Linked DNA regions of Columba livia: region 1 is linked to region 2. Evidence: chromatin contacts called from public Hi-C data. All regions are on one chromosome and are shown on one strand. Each heading gives the region's core, a stretch centred on a gene start, on an enhancer-like site or on the middle of the called end of the contact. The rest is flanking DNA. Distances are from core to core; before and after follow the strand shown. Region 1 holds the start of CDKN1C (cyclin dependent kinase inhibitor 1C). Region 2 overlaps KCNQ1 (potassium voltage-gated channel subfamily Q member 1).

Region 1 (6,541 bases), core at 3,179-5,678, 330 kb after region 2:
TGCCGATAATTGCATTTCCTACAAAGAAAAAAAATCTGACAGACTTTCTCCTGCTGAGCTTCCCTTCCAGCCTTCCTGCAGTGCCCTTTCCCTTTAGGTACCCACTGCTAGATTCGCATCAAGAGATGTTTGTATGAAATAAATATGTGGAGGTCCAGCAAGGTTAACACTCCCATCTTGGTCTCTCTTAGGGCAGGGAAGGAATTGCAGTGGCCGTAGCCCAAATGTCCAGCTCTGCTCCTTGGGAGAGGGAGCAGTGGTGATTTGGGGCAGATTATTCCTCTAATTGCATAGCTGGCTTCAGCCTAGGATTAAGGCGGCTCAAATAATGACCTGACTTTTTGTAGCTGTAATGAGTGGCAAGCTTGGTCCTTCACGACCCCTGATATTTTGAATCCTTTCCAAAAATATTCCTGTCCTCAAATCCGAAGTGGAATTTGAGATTTACCGTGGGTTGGTGGTAACAACCAGCAGCTTCCCTCTGCTTTTGCCTATGCATTCTCACGATAAAGGGCACTTTAAAGCCCCTCTGACAATGAATGAGTCCTAGTTAAATATTTCAAGAACTTCTTTACATGGTTTCCTCTGATGCATGTGCTGTTGAGACATCTGTCTTCCGTGCTAATAAAGTAGTCTAGATTTAAAATGAACTTCATTGGATTGCTTTGAAACTATAGGCACATATGGTTCATAATTAGCTGGATATCTCTTATAGTTAAATGATTTTTTTCTCTCTCTCTCTCCCTGTCGCCCATTCGCATCAATAATAGAAGCAAACAAAGTTCCAATTGTTCCCTGTTGCGGGACATTATGTGCCTGAATAAATGGATGTTGGCTGTGTCTACATGGATTTGCCATATGGCTACAAAGGCCGAAAGAATAGGGGCAGTGTGCTTTGTGCCGGGGCGAGGAGGGCCGGCCGGGCTGGGTGGGGCAGGGCGCGGGGGTGGCCGCACACCTTCCCGTACTCCCGGGCCCTTGAGAGGAGAGCCCAGGGGGCTGCGGGACCCAGCCCTCCCCATGATGGGCTGGAAACCCACTGGCTCCACTCGGGCGGCACCCAAGAGCTGGAATTATTTGCTTTAATAAAGAGCCCCATGCCTAAACTCTCCCCAGGGTGAGAGCTTTCCTCCCGGGATGGGCTGGGCACACCTCGGGGCAGCCGGCGGCTCCTCTGGCAGAGGTATTTGGGAGCTCAGAGCAGGGATCTTTCATTGCAGAAAGTCCTATTATTAGTTGGGGTCTGGGACAATGGAGGTCCCAAAGGCACCTGCTTTCATGAAAGCGAGAGAAAAGCCCATAAATCCTGGAGGATCCAGCTGCCTCACTCCGGGTATTGTTGGCTTTCATAAGGAAAGGGAAAAGCTATTTTTCTTTTCAAAGGGGGGGAAAATCGTATTGAGTCAGCGGCCACTGATGCAGGCGTGTAAAATAATCCCGTTCTGATTAAGCGATCACGGAGCTGGAGGTAATCAATGTTACTTTTACAGCCAGGAGCATTTGGCGGCCGTGACGGGGGGCCAGAGAGGAGCACTGCAGGGGCCAGGGGAAGATGATGCGGATAAGCCCTGAACTTTATTCACCCGGAGCCTTGTTCTCTCAGCTCCCTCCCCTCCCCATGAAAGAGCATCATTGCAGAGCTCATAGAGCTGGAGAGTGATGCCCTTACCCCTGCTGCACCTGCTGGGTCCACTACGGGTGTGTAGCACTCCGCAGAGGTGATAAAGTGGGGAATAGGGTCTGAAAGGGACAAATCTGGCCAGCAAGTCCCTGGGCCTCTAGGACCCCCCCATTCTCCTCCCATGCCCCTGTTCCCCAACCATACTCTCCAGCACCCCAGTCCTTGTACCATGTGCAGCTGGGACCAGACCTGGTCTGTCCCCCCTCCCTGCTCAGCGCAGGGTTTGGGACTCTGAGCAGGACACATGCCCTGACCCCATCAGGCTGTGTGCAGATCCCATGGCTTTCACCTGCTCCTAGGCCAAGGGGACAGAGTGCCCTCTGCAAACTGCCTTGGTTGTGTGGTTGTGATAGCATTGCCATGAAAGCATTAATGTCAAAATGCTGGGTACTTTGTTGGGAAGGTTTATTTTGTCTGTTTGTTGTTTTTCTTTTTTCCACCTCTTTTATGGCGAAATGGAACTGCTGCCTTTCCCAGCACTGTTGTGTGTTTGTCCTGTAAATCATTGCTGGGCTTGGGCAAGAGGTACCAGGAAGTGTTTCCCTGAAGTGGCTTTGAGCCCCAGGTCAGAGTTGGAGGGGGGAACTTTACATGCTCACCCAAGGTGGGAGGGTCCTCCCTGAGCTGAGTCAGCCAAGGGCACTGTGGGGCTGTGGTCTGCATGCACCAGTCACCCACTCAGGCTGTCCCTAAGTTAGGGAGGCAGCAGCCCCAGTCCCAATTCTGGGGGCGGGGGGGAAATGGTTAAAAAAATAAATAATCATAAAATATGCTGAAAGGTTGAAGTCAGGGTATGATGAAGGGTGTGTGCTCTCCTCACGCTTGGTTAACTCCAACAGTATTCAGGAACACTTGTTTTTAAGAGAAAACTCCTTTCCCCTCTGAATTGCACACACGTTTTGCACCACAGGGTATGGAGGTGGCGGTGCCAGCCCCGCAGCAGGGTCATGATCCCAGGGGAGCTGGAGCCCTGATCAAGGTAGGTCCCCCCAAAAAAGCACAGACCAGGGCTCGGCTCCACCACCCAAACCTCCAGCCCCCCTCCCCCACCAGGCTCCTACCCTCACCCCAAAGGCATCTGCACAGCACTCACCAACCAGACTTGCAGGGGTTTCCTGGCTTTTATTATTATTAATTGAAGTTGTGGCATTATTTGCAATGGCAGTGGTACAGACCGGCTCAGAAACCATTGAAACAGATTTGTCTTCAAGTAAAATCTAAAAAATATTTTGATTCATAGCTACATCTTGTGAATGCAAGAAAAAAAAAATCCCACTATAAAAATAAATTTACATTTGTAAATAACAAAAGCAAATATAGTGCCCTTTGGCTTAACCAAAAAAAACCAAAACCAAACACTATTGGATGTCAAAGTTATCCACATTTCTGACATAAATAGAAAATATAAGTTAGTATAACTCTTAAAAAAAGTTTTGTACAAATATACACTTGCTTTTTTCATTTTTCGTTTTTACCTTTTCCTTTTTTTTATGCACTGAGAGATCAGCAGAGATTAAACATTTTACATAAATGACTTTTAAAGCTTTACACTTCTGGCCAGTGTACTCACATTAGGCATAATACATTTTTATATAAAACGTAATACATTGCACAGTTGTACGTTAACACTGCTCCGTTCGCGGCCGCGGCTGGCGGGCAGGCGCTCCAGCTCCTCTCCGGCTCCTGGTCCCGGTCCGGGAGGGCGCGGGGGGTCCCGGCTCGCCGCGCCACCCGCCCTGAACCCTGCGACTCCGCGCCTCCGAGGGCGACGCGCCTTTCGAGTGGGTGCCGTAGTGCAAAAGTCTGGGGAAGAATTAAAATAGAAAATAAAATTAAAAGAAAAACAAAACAGAAAAAAAAAAAAAAAGTGGAAAAATTAAGAGCGACGCCGAAAGCGCCCAGACACCTCCGCCCGCCCCGGGGCGCGTCTCACCTGGCTCACCGGAGCCGCTTGCGGGGGGTCTGCTCAGCCGGCACGGCGGTGGGGGAAGGTGGGCAGCCGGCAGGGAGCTCCGCTGCCACCTTGGGCTCCGCCGGCCTTTTCCTCCTCGCGAAGAAATCTGGACGGGGGACGGAGAAGAGGGGGAGGGGGCGGTCAGCCGCTGCGGCGGGACGCCCACCGCGTCCCGCGACCCCCCCAGCACCCCCACGCACCTGTGATGCGGGCCGTCGGGACCCTCCGGCGGAGCCGCATGCCGCGGCGGCGGGGCGCGGCGCGGTTCTCCCGGCTCAGGCGCCCCCCGGGCCCCTTGGCGGCGGCAGCAGGGGGGGGCGGCGGCGGGGAGGGGGGCGCCCGGCGAAGGGGGATGCGGCACCGCCCCACCTGCAGCGTCTCCCGGTAGAAAGCGGGCACGGCGCCGCCCTCCACCTCCTCCCAGCGCAGGCGGCCGGGGCCAGGCAGCGGCGTGTCGGTGTGGAAGTTGTAGTCCCAACGGCGCTGGTCGTCCTCCCCCATCTCCCGCAGGCGGTTCCGCAGCTCCCGGCCCAGCTCCTCGTGGTCCACCGGCCCGAAAAGGCTCCTGCAGACGGGGCTGCGGCCGTGCCCGGCCAGGGCTCGCCGGGCTGAAAGGCGTTCCAGGGCGGCGGCGCCAGAAAGGTGCACGTTAGACATTGCCGCCGGGGAGGACGCAGGGTGTATGAGATGGGGTGCGGTGGCTTGGGGTGGGTACCCCCCCCCGCCGCTCCTTGCGTCCCACCAGTGCTGCAACCAACCCGGCCTCCCGCTTCTGAGCCCCTGCCCCCGGACTCCTGGCTTTTAAACCCCGCGAGTGCGAGCAAAACAATCATTAGCATAATAGTATTTCCCTGCCATCGGCCCGCCGCGATTGGCGGGGATTGTCCCACCGCCCCGGCCCCCGGCGGCAGCCCTCCTGCCCGCGCCCTCCATTGGCTGCGGCGGGCAACGCCGTGCCGCCGCCGGCCGTATTGGCCCGGCTCGGCCCCGCCGAGGACTCGGGGGGGTGGCCCCGGCGCTGGCCCGGCCCCGGGGGGCGGCCGTCGGCGGTCCCCGCCCGCCACCGGTCCCTCTCCCTTTGTCTGCCTATGGCCCGGGCTCCGTTGCTGCTTCCTTCCCGGCGACTCTGATAATTGTTTTTTTCCCCCCTCCTTGTTGCCTTTTCAGCATGTAGGAGTGCGTACGTGCGCGTTATTATTATTTTTATTATGATTTTTCCCGAGTGGTGTCGCCGGGAGGTTTTTCAGAATCTGTAGGGCGTGCAGGTTTGAGGCGGGGGAGGTTATGGCGTGTGGAAGAAAACGGGATCGGTTTTGGCTCGTTTTTTTTTTTTTTTTTTTTTTTTATTACGCTGCTGCAAGACAAAGCGAGATGCTTGTAGATTTCAAAACAAGCTGAAGGCTATTTTTAAAAATAGAGCTTCTCAAGCTGCATGGAAGTAATAAGTTGCAGCCTTGCTGAATAGGAGTACATGAAAACCACAGCATTTTCCTCTTCTAACTTTTAAATGCACAATGCATGTTTGTTCACTGCAGATGAACTAATCTTGCTATTGTGTTGCCAGGGATCAGCTGGCTTATGCTTTACATTTTCTGCAGGTCACTGCAATCATTGCCTTTTGTTGTTTTGGGATGGAGGAGTATGAAAGGAAAGGGAGTGGGAACATAATTGACACAGTGCTAAAATTGAGCCCAGAACATGATGGTAGTTTTGATGCACACCTCGGAGGCTTGTTGCCCCAGCGGGCTTTTCCTCTGCAAACAACAAGGGAAAATATGGACCTTTATCGCTCTTTGTACATTTGGGGACACACTGGTTCTCTGTATACCGGTGGCTCTTGCCTCTGGGAAGATCAAACCCTTGAGCAAGGGCGACATGGATTTTATTCCTCAGAGGGAATAAAATTAATTTTAAATCCTAGGGTAGTGCTGGCCATGCAGAGGTTGCTCAGGTGCTGGCTTGCTGCGGGGCTGGAGAGGTCACAGCTTTAGGACCCTTAGGGCAGTAGTGACCACAGGCAGGTGTCGGCTTCAAGAAGAGGAACGATAGTTTTTTCACCCGTGGAAAGCTCTTCCTGTCCCCCAGCTGGGCCAGAATAAGTCATCTCCCTCCATGCTGTTTCCACAGTCAGCTCACATCTGTGATGGAGCAGCCTTCCAACACCACTGAGGATACTCGCTCCTGGGCTTCCTGTGTCGATGAGGCACCTGGGCCAGACAGGACAGCTCCCGCGTGCTGCCAGGTACTGCACTTTCAGCAGTGCTCCCAAAGGCTGGCCATGTCAGGAGTGACCAGCAATGCCATGGTTTTGGACCCATGGATCTGGGGCTCGCCATGGCTGGTGCAGAGGTGTAGAGGTGCAGAGGGGATGTTAGAGCCCAGCTTAGAGCACAGGAAGGGTCATTCCATGCTTGGGCTGAAGAGCAGCAAGACACTGCAGCAGGTTTCAACTCCTGAAATAATGTTCTGATGTCTGTAGGGGCAGATGGCCTGGTCAGTGGGAAAGGTCTGTAGCTTCTTGGTCAAGAGAAGAAGCTACAGGAAATGTTTTCATGGTGCAGATCCCTGCTTGCTTCCTGGGCAGGCATAAAGTCACTCCTGGCAGAAGGTTTTGCTGACTGATGGTACAGATAGACCACTCTCATTTCAAAAGTAGTGGTAGAAAAGGTATTTGAGGATATGTGAAGGCATTTTTTTAAGATACCTGTTTAGATGTTGTGTTCTCAACAGATGTTTCCTGTGTGAGCTGGACCACAATGTGGCAATTTTAGGTAAATACTACCACACTGTTCTTCCCGAAACAGCCGTTGAAGGTGGCCATGCAGAGGTCTTTTGGCCAAAAGGATGTCATTCAGGGAGCAGGTAATGAGAAGGCTCTCCTCGTTCCCTGTCACTAAAAGCACATC
Region 2 (6,639 bases), core at 1,185-3,684:
TAAAACCAAGGAGACTGGTGACGTGAAAGTTACAGATGGAAGCTGAGCATGCCCTTTTTCATGAACAAGAATTTCATTCTTTAAAGAATATAGTCATACAAGATATTACAATTATAAGAAAATAAGAGCTAAAAAGGTGGTTGAGATTATATGTATATATGTTTCCTTTTTATTCTGGAGCTGCTTGTCTTGTAATATCGCCTCACACTACCAGAGGAGGAAATAATAGAATCGTTTAGGTTAGAAATGACCTTTAAGAGTCCAGCTGTTAACTTAAGGCTGCCAAGTCCACTATGAAGGCTTGTCCCTAAGCACCCCATTGATACGTCTTTTAAACACCTCCAGGGATGGTGACTCCACCACTTTCCTGGGCAGCCTGTTCCAATGCCTGACAACCCTTTTGATGAAGAAATTTTTCTTATGTCCAATCTAGACTTTCCCTGGCACAACTTGAGGCCATTTCCTCTTGTCCTATCACTTGTTACTTGGGAGAAGAGACCAACCCCCTCCATGCTACAACCTCATTTCAGGTAGTTGTAGACAGTGATAAGGTCTCTCCTGAGCCTCCTTTTCTCCAGGCTAAACAGCCCCAGTTCCCTCACCTGCTCCTCTTAAGACTTGTGCTCCAGGCCCCTCACCAGCTACACATCAGATGTTATGTTATCAGTAATTTCAAAGCATTTAAAAATGCTTTTGTTTTTCACAACAGTAAGAAAAATACAAGCTTAACATTGGAAAAATAAACAAGGAAAAGTTTATATGTGTTCTAAGTGGTGTTCCAGTTTTAGACAAAAAGTTTTACAATTAGCTGTTGAATCTTTCTCTGCTTGTCACCACACTTCACAAGGCAAAGACCCTTGCTGAAAGCTATCCCTAAATGCAGTTGTAATGGGAGATTAGGAGAGAATTGGCCTTTTGTTAGTTTCCCGAATGCAGTGAGAACTGTTTAAATTTGCATGTGTTTAACTTTTTTTCACTAGATGGTGCTGTTGGAGGGTTTTGACTCCGGTTACTCGTGGGCAGTTGCCCAGCGTGAGCTGGAGTCTGAGCCAAGACTCTGAAAGGACCATCATTTTGAAGGGTATATGTACACTTGGCCCATTTAAAATAGTGGTGTGGGAGAGCTTTTGCCATGACTCATAAAAAGAATGTGGTATATCTGTGTAAAAATTGATTTTTGAGACTACAATATTTAAACTACAGAAAAAAGCAATTCAGAGATGTATGTTCCCAGAGAGGCCATATTTTTCTTTTATTTTCATAAGCAAGGATTTTATAGTGCCAGAACACAGCAGAATGCTGTTATCTCAGCATGATCTAAGAAAATCCAAGTGCTTGATCCAAGGGGATTAAGTATTCTGCTGAACCAAGGGATATTTAGTGTGCCTGAAAAAGCTATTTTCTGGTAGGAATCTCATTTCAGTATTGATTCCAACAAAAAAAAAAAAGGAAGAGTATGTTTTTATGATGAAAGTAATGAAAGTATAAGCTCTTTCCAGCTTTCTGTTTTGAGTTCCTTTTCTACTTTAACGTACTTCTTACTGAAGAGATTAAGCAGTTATTGAACATTAAATAGACTATCAATTAAGATAAAAGGTAATAGTTTTGGGTGGTTAACATTTATGTTATTGGCATTGAAATTATTCCTACAGTGAACAGAAAGTGGCACTGAGTCTGGGCCGAAAAGAAATCTAGATTTTTTTAAAATTTTTCTTTTTTTTAGTATGAGCCCTCGGTTTTGTTTGCTGGAGTGTTTTGTGAGTATTGTAAGAAAGAAAAATACCTACGGCTTTTGATTCTGAAGATGGTCTTCACAGAAAACAAACGGTTCAAAGTGGTTCCACCGTTTATTTTTTCTGATTACCTTTCTTGGTTAAGAATGCCAAGACAGAGACTTACCATCTGGACATTGGTGCATTTTCATCCATTGGAAAAATTAAGGGGGATTAATGTCTGTAAAGGGTGCCTGGTGGTAGCTCTACAGGCTGATCTAATTTCTAGATTCTGAAGAACAACTGGAGCCGAGAAAGTGAAAAATTTGTCTCTGCAGCCTCAGCTGTGTCCCCTGGTCTGACCAAAGAGTGAGCTGGTGTAGAAGATGTGTGAATGCTGGACTTGTGTTCTTCAATCCTTTTTCTTTGCTGGAACTACAGACTGACCTGCCCAGGGACTCACTTGCTGCAGCATTTCCTCTCTGTCATTCCACTGACAGCTGAGGTTGAGAATCCCAGCTTTCATTTGAAATCAACTTCTCTACAATTTAAAGTAAAAAGCCAGATGTGAGTGATTCGAAGGCTCAGGAAACATGAACAGAAATGAAAATCGCCCTCTTCCTTTTAATTAGGTGGCAGTACAGTTAGTAGCTGGAACATGGAGCTTCCTCGGAATCTGAACCCCGCTGTTTCTCGTTGAGCTTCAGTCTGTGGTTCTGATGTTTGTAGCTGAACTGTGCTGGCAGATAACGTGAGTGCTTCTAATCTGCTTCATTGCAAAATCAGCTGCCTTGGTTTGAAATGCTGCTGGTAGTAACATCTTAACTTTTTCCAGCTGTTCGCAAAGCAATCGTCTGTCAACTCCCCTGGTCTGTACAGGAGAATTATGTGTTTAATGTAAATGTGATGTTAAAGGGATTGAATTGATTTGGTTCAGAAGGTTGTGTGAACATGCTTTTAGTCCAGCTTAAATTCTGCTTTATGTCCATTGTGAACAGGTCTGAGGGAGCCAAATCAGGAGCTTCTAAAAATGGGAATAAGATTGTCTGTTAGGGACAGCTGAACCAATTTAATGAAATGGACTTAAAACGAGCAAGAAACAAAAACAACCCACCCTGTTGTTACTGTTTGGTGTAGATGAAGTCTGAGCTGAAAAAGAATGCCAAGAAGGATCAAAGAGGTGATATGGAAGGAAAGTATGCTAAGACAAGTAAAGGAGCTGCTTTTTTTGTTGTAATGTGTGCTAAAAATCAAACACGTAGAACACAGCTCTCGCTTCACTTCAGGGTCTGCAGAGGGCAGCCTTGGACCACGCTGTGTCTGGGGCAGCTGGGTTCAGACTTTGGATGGTGTCCTAAGTAGGTAAAAAATATCTTTTGGAAAAAGCGAACTACTAATAAAGAGGTGGTTTTTCACATGGGCTTGAGGAATTTTATACGAGTAATCAACAAAGATAATTTTGGGAGAGAGGGGTGGAAGAAAAGGGCTGTGGAAATGTTGCTGCCAGAGCCAACTCTGGCCACTTTGTGGTTGTTGCTTCAAAATTCATGCTCTTTGGCCTACCTAATTTCTCATCTTCTGGATGGCTTTTAGAAAAAAGTGAAAACAGTTAAAGATTCCAGTGAAATGAATTGAACAAGTGTTTGCATGGAGGAGAAAGAAAAAGATACTGAACTTGTTTAACATACTGAGGGATTTCCAGTATGTTGTGTCCTTCCAGGTATGCTCTTACTATTGTCTTAGGTGTTTCCTTATTCAGTGGGGCAAATCAATAAGTTTATTTGGCTAAACTTCTCTAAAGTTGCCACCAAAAATTACATTCAGATGTATATGATAAGAACAAGAAGTGATTTTTATGGGTTAGAAAACTCTTTCTACATGTATTTCATACATTTCTTCTAGCAGGTTCAAAAGTTCTGGGTTTGAATTCTTATTTTAGTCTGCAGCACTGCAGTGTGCGTTCTATAAAGAAAAGCTTGCATGCAGAAAATTGGTTACTTCCATTTCTGCCTTTTCTAAGAGCTGTGAAAAAAAAGCCAACTACTCCTCTTTTGAATTTCTGTACGTGGAGTTCTGTGGTGGCATACCTGAACACTGCCATTTAAAATAAAGTCTGTAACTATGTCACTGTGTGTAAAGGAACCAGAATTTAGCATTTGTCTCAATACTATGTTGGGCTGAGATGGCTATGAAGCAGCAAGCATTACTTGGGGCTCAAACTCTGAAGACTAAGAGAGGCTTTGGGAAGAGCGACCTTCCTGAAGCTCATGGTGGAGCTGGTGACAGATTGCAGGCCAGCACGACCCACTGGTGACAGGCTGGTGCCGTCTGCTGGCTGCTTGGTTGCCTACATGATCTGTCATGGTGATCTTCTGCGCTGGCAACGTGGGGCTCCTGGCCAAAGACCGACGTGAGCACAGTGCCAAGCTGTCTTTTTGCCTTGAGCAAACTTCCCAGCTTCTCATATATGAACTGCAGTTGTGTGACAGTTTTCAGAAAACTTTGCTTTTATGTTGCATGCAGCATTGTGAAAAATAGGGGATATGTGCTCCAATTATTATTAGTTCACCTCTTCTCAAGAGCTTGTGTTTGCTCTCATAAGTCACATAGTATACCTGTGTTTTGTTCCTTTATTTTTTAGTATAGCTGCATTCCAATAAATTCCATTTAAAGGTGCATCTAAGAAAATACCCTCACTGAAAAAAGTATGTTTTGTTCACCGTTACATCTGTTCATTTCTGTCAAGCTTTACACTTAAGGGTTAAAGTTTGACTAAAATTTTTCTGAGGTGTAAATGCATATCAAACTGAGAGCATTTGCTTGGTAAACTCTAAAAGAAACATGGTAGACATATTTTTCTTTGAAAATATTTAAACTTTTCACTATTTAATATTTTAGTAAACAAGCAGAGTAATACAAATTCCATATTGGGGGGGGGAGATAAAACTGTGAAATACTGGTGGATATAGAGCCAAGCAGTGAAAAGAAAGATTTTTAAATTTAGGGTTTATCTGGATTAGTGTGTAATGCTTGCAGTGACAGGTGTTTCCTTTATGCTTTGCCCAAATGTCTGGAAAGTAGTTTGTCATTAAGTGCTACATTCAGTGTGTATCTCAATTTCAGTATAACTGGAGGGTCTACGGCTTTGTTAGGCCCTTGTTTTCACATCTGACCTTGGCCAGCTGGAGTCTATTGTTTTAAGCGTAATGTAACAGCTGACATAACATAACGGATATAAAGCTGAAAAACTGAAACAGTGCAGTGAACTGATGCAAAGAGGAAGAAAGGGAGAAGTTGGGAAGGAGGAAGAGGGGCAAAACTAGCTTCGTGATTCAAAGTGGAGGCTTGCTGGCTTGTTTTCCCGGGGGTAATCAGCTAGGAAATAATAGGATGAGTCTGTTGAAGTTCTATTTGCAATTGATTACATACGATAGACTACTGAGACAGGTCTGAGTTTGCCAGCTGTCACTAGCTGGTGGCCCCTGAATGGCTTTAAGTGGCCCTTGGTAGGCAAAACTGGAATAAACTCTGAAGGTGTGGTGTAATTGTAGTACAGAAGAGCTGGGAGCACCAATGTCTAAGAAGAAAGGAGGTTCCAGGAGTTTGTAGAGTGAAATTAAACAAGTTGAATGCATTAGGAATTTCATTTTATGATGTTGGGTTAAGTGGGTTAAATTAACTGGCCAAAAACCAAAAGCAACTGGACTTCTTAGTGGTTTTCTTGGCAATTTCTAAAGTAAGCTTCTATGAATTCATTTGCTAAAACCTTCATTATTTCATTCCTTGACTTCTGTGTTTGGTCGGGAAGCGCATCTCAGTACTGAGCACTAACTGCTGTTGGAAGGGGATTGAGTAAATGAAATGTTAGAAACTTGGCACGCCATGAAAAAAGTGACAAGAGAAGGAACAAAAAGCTATAGAGATCACCCTGTTACTGCATTTATATGTATGCCTCTTTACATATATATCTTTCTATATATAGAACCTGTTTCTATTTTTAGCAATTAGAAAAAACACTTCTCTCTGGATTTCATTTTATGGAATAGAGCCTCTGGCAACTCCACCCTACTGAGAGTTTATTCCATGGTTTAGTGAGACGGGGGGAAGTCAAGACTTTATATGCTTATATGCTGTTTTTTTTAATGTACGTGGGTAGAGGTGACCAAATTAGGTTCTACATTTGTAAGTGAAGATTTTGTGGCATGAGACTTGCAGTTGTACAGTATATTTAATTTTGTGCATATGAGTAGTCATCATGACTTCAGCAGAGCTTCCTGTGTGCATAAATATTAACACGATTGGGGTGTAATAGGAAAAGTTTCTTGAACAGTATTTGCTTGTACTTGGGTTAGCCTAGGAAGCACGAGAGTTTGATTTATGCATAATAACTACAAGCTGTATTTATCTCACATTTAATGTTTTAAAGTTGTTTTTATCTGATTTATTTTGGTGGTATGAAAAATGACTGAAGCATCTGTTCTGTTAGACTTGTCTTGCACAAAGAGTTTCTAGGATTGTTCGTGTTATAATACAGGACCCAGTCCTATTTTATCTCAGTAATCAAAAAGGTCTTGTGGAGGAGTTTGTGACAGCTGTTGACTCAGTAGCTAGCAATGCATAGCATGAGCATTTATACTTTCTGTGCTTATAAAAGAAATTAATTTTGTTGTAGAACTTATATCTTGGTGTTTGTAGTGAGCTGCTGGAGAAGTCTTGCCAGCCCTGAGAGCTGCTGCACCCAGTGTTTTCTGTTCTGTGTTCCTGGCACGTCCTGTGCCTTGGCTGCAAACAAGGATGGGTGCCCATGTGCCCTGGTTGCAGCAGCATCGAAGGCTGCGCACTGTAGTAAATTCTGTAGGTTGCCTCTAGGGACCAAACATTGGGACAGATGTCCTGAAACTTCTGCACAGCTCAGCTGTTTCAATTG

The links. Hi-C and Micro-C count contacts between places; a contact is called where the count stands out from the background.
Region 1: a contact with region 2 is called in a Hi-C map of liver, with 3 times the contacts expected there. The contact joins the promoter of CDKN1C here to the enhancer-like site in region 2. A contact is called at or near these places in 2 of 2 Hi-C or Micro-C datasets (crop and liver).

The regions. Positions count from the first base shown.
Region 1 is chr5:53,058,816-53,065,356 of bColLiv1.pat.W.v2, forward strand. CDKN1C (cyclin dependent kinase inhibitor 1C) reads right to left here and starts at 4,429. Exons shown (of 3, transcript XM_065065188.1): 1 at 3,836-4,429; 2 at 3,615-3,741; 3 at 2,784-3,484. The coding sequence starts at 4,292. The coding sequence ends at 3,620.
Region 2 is chr5:52,726,512-52,733,150 of bColLiv1.pat.W.v2, forward strand. All of the region lies in intron 2 of KCNQ1 (potassium voltage-gated channel subfamily Q member 1), which reads left to right. Among named protein-coding and RNA genes, the nearest start is that of KCNQ1, 55 kb to the left of the region's middle. Within about 2 kb of position 2,435, at least 1 of the 3 cell types and tissues checked has an H3K27ac peak away from gene starts, as active enhancers do.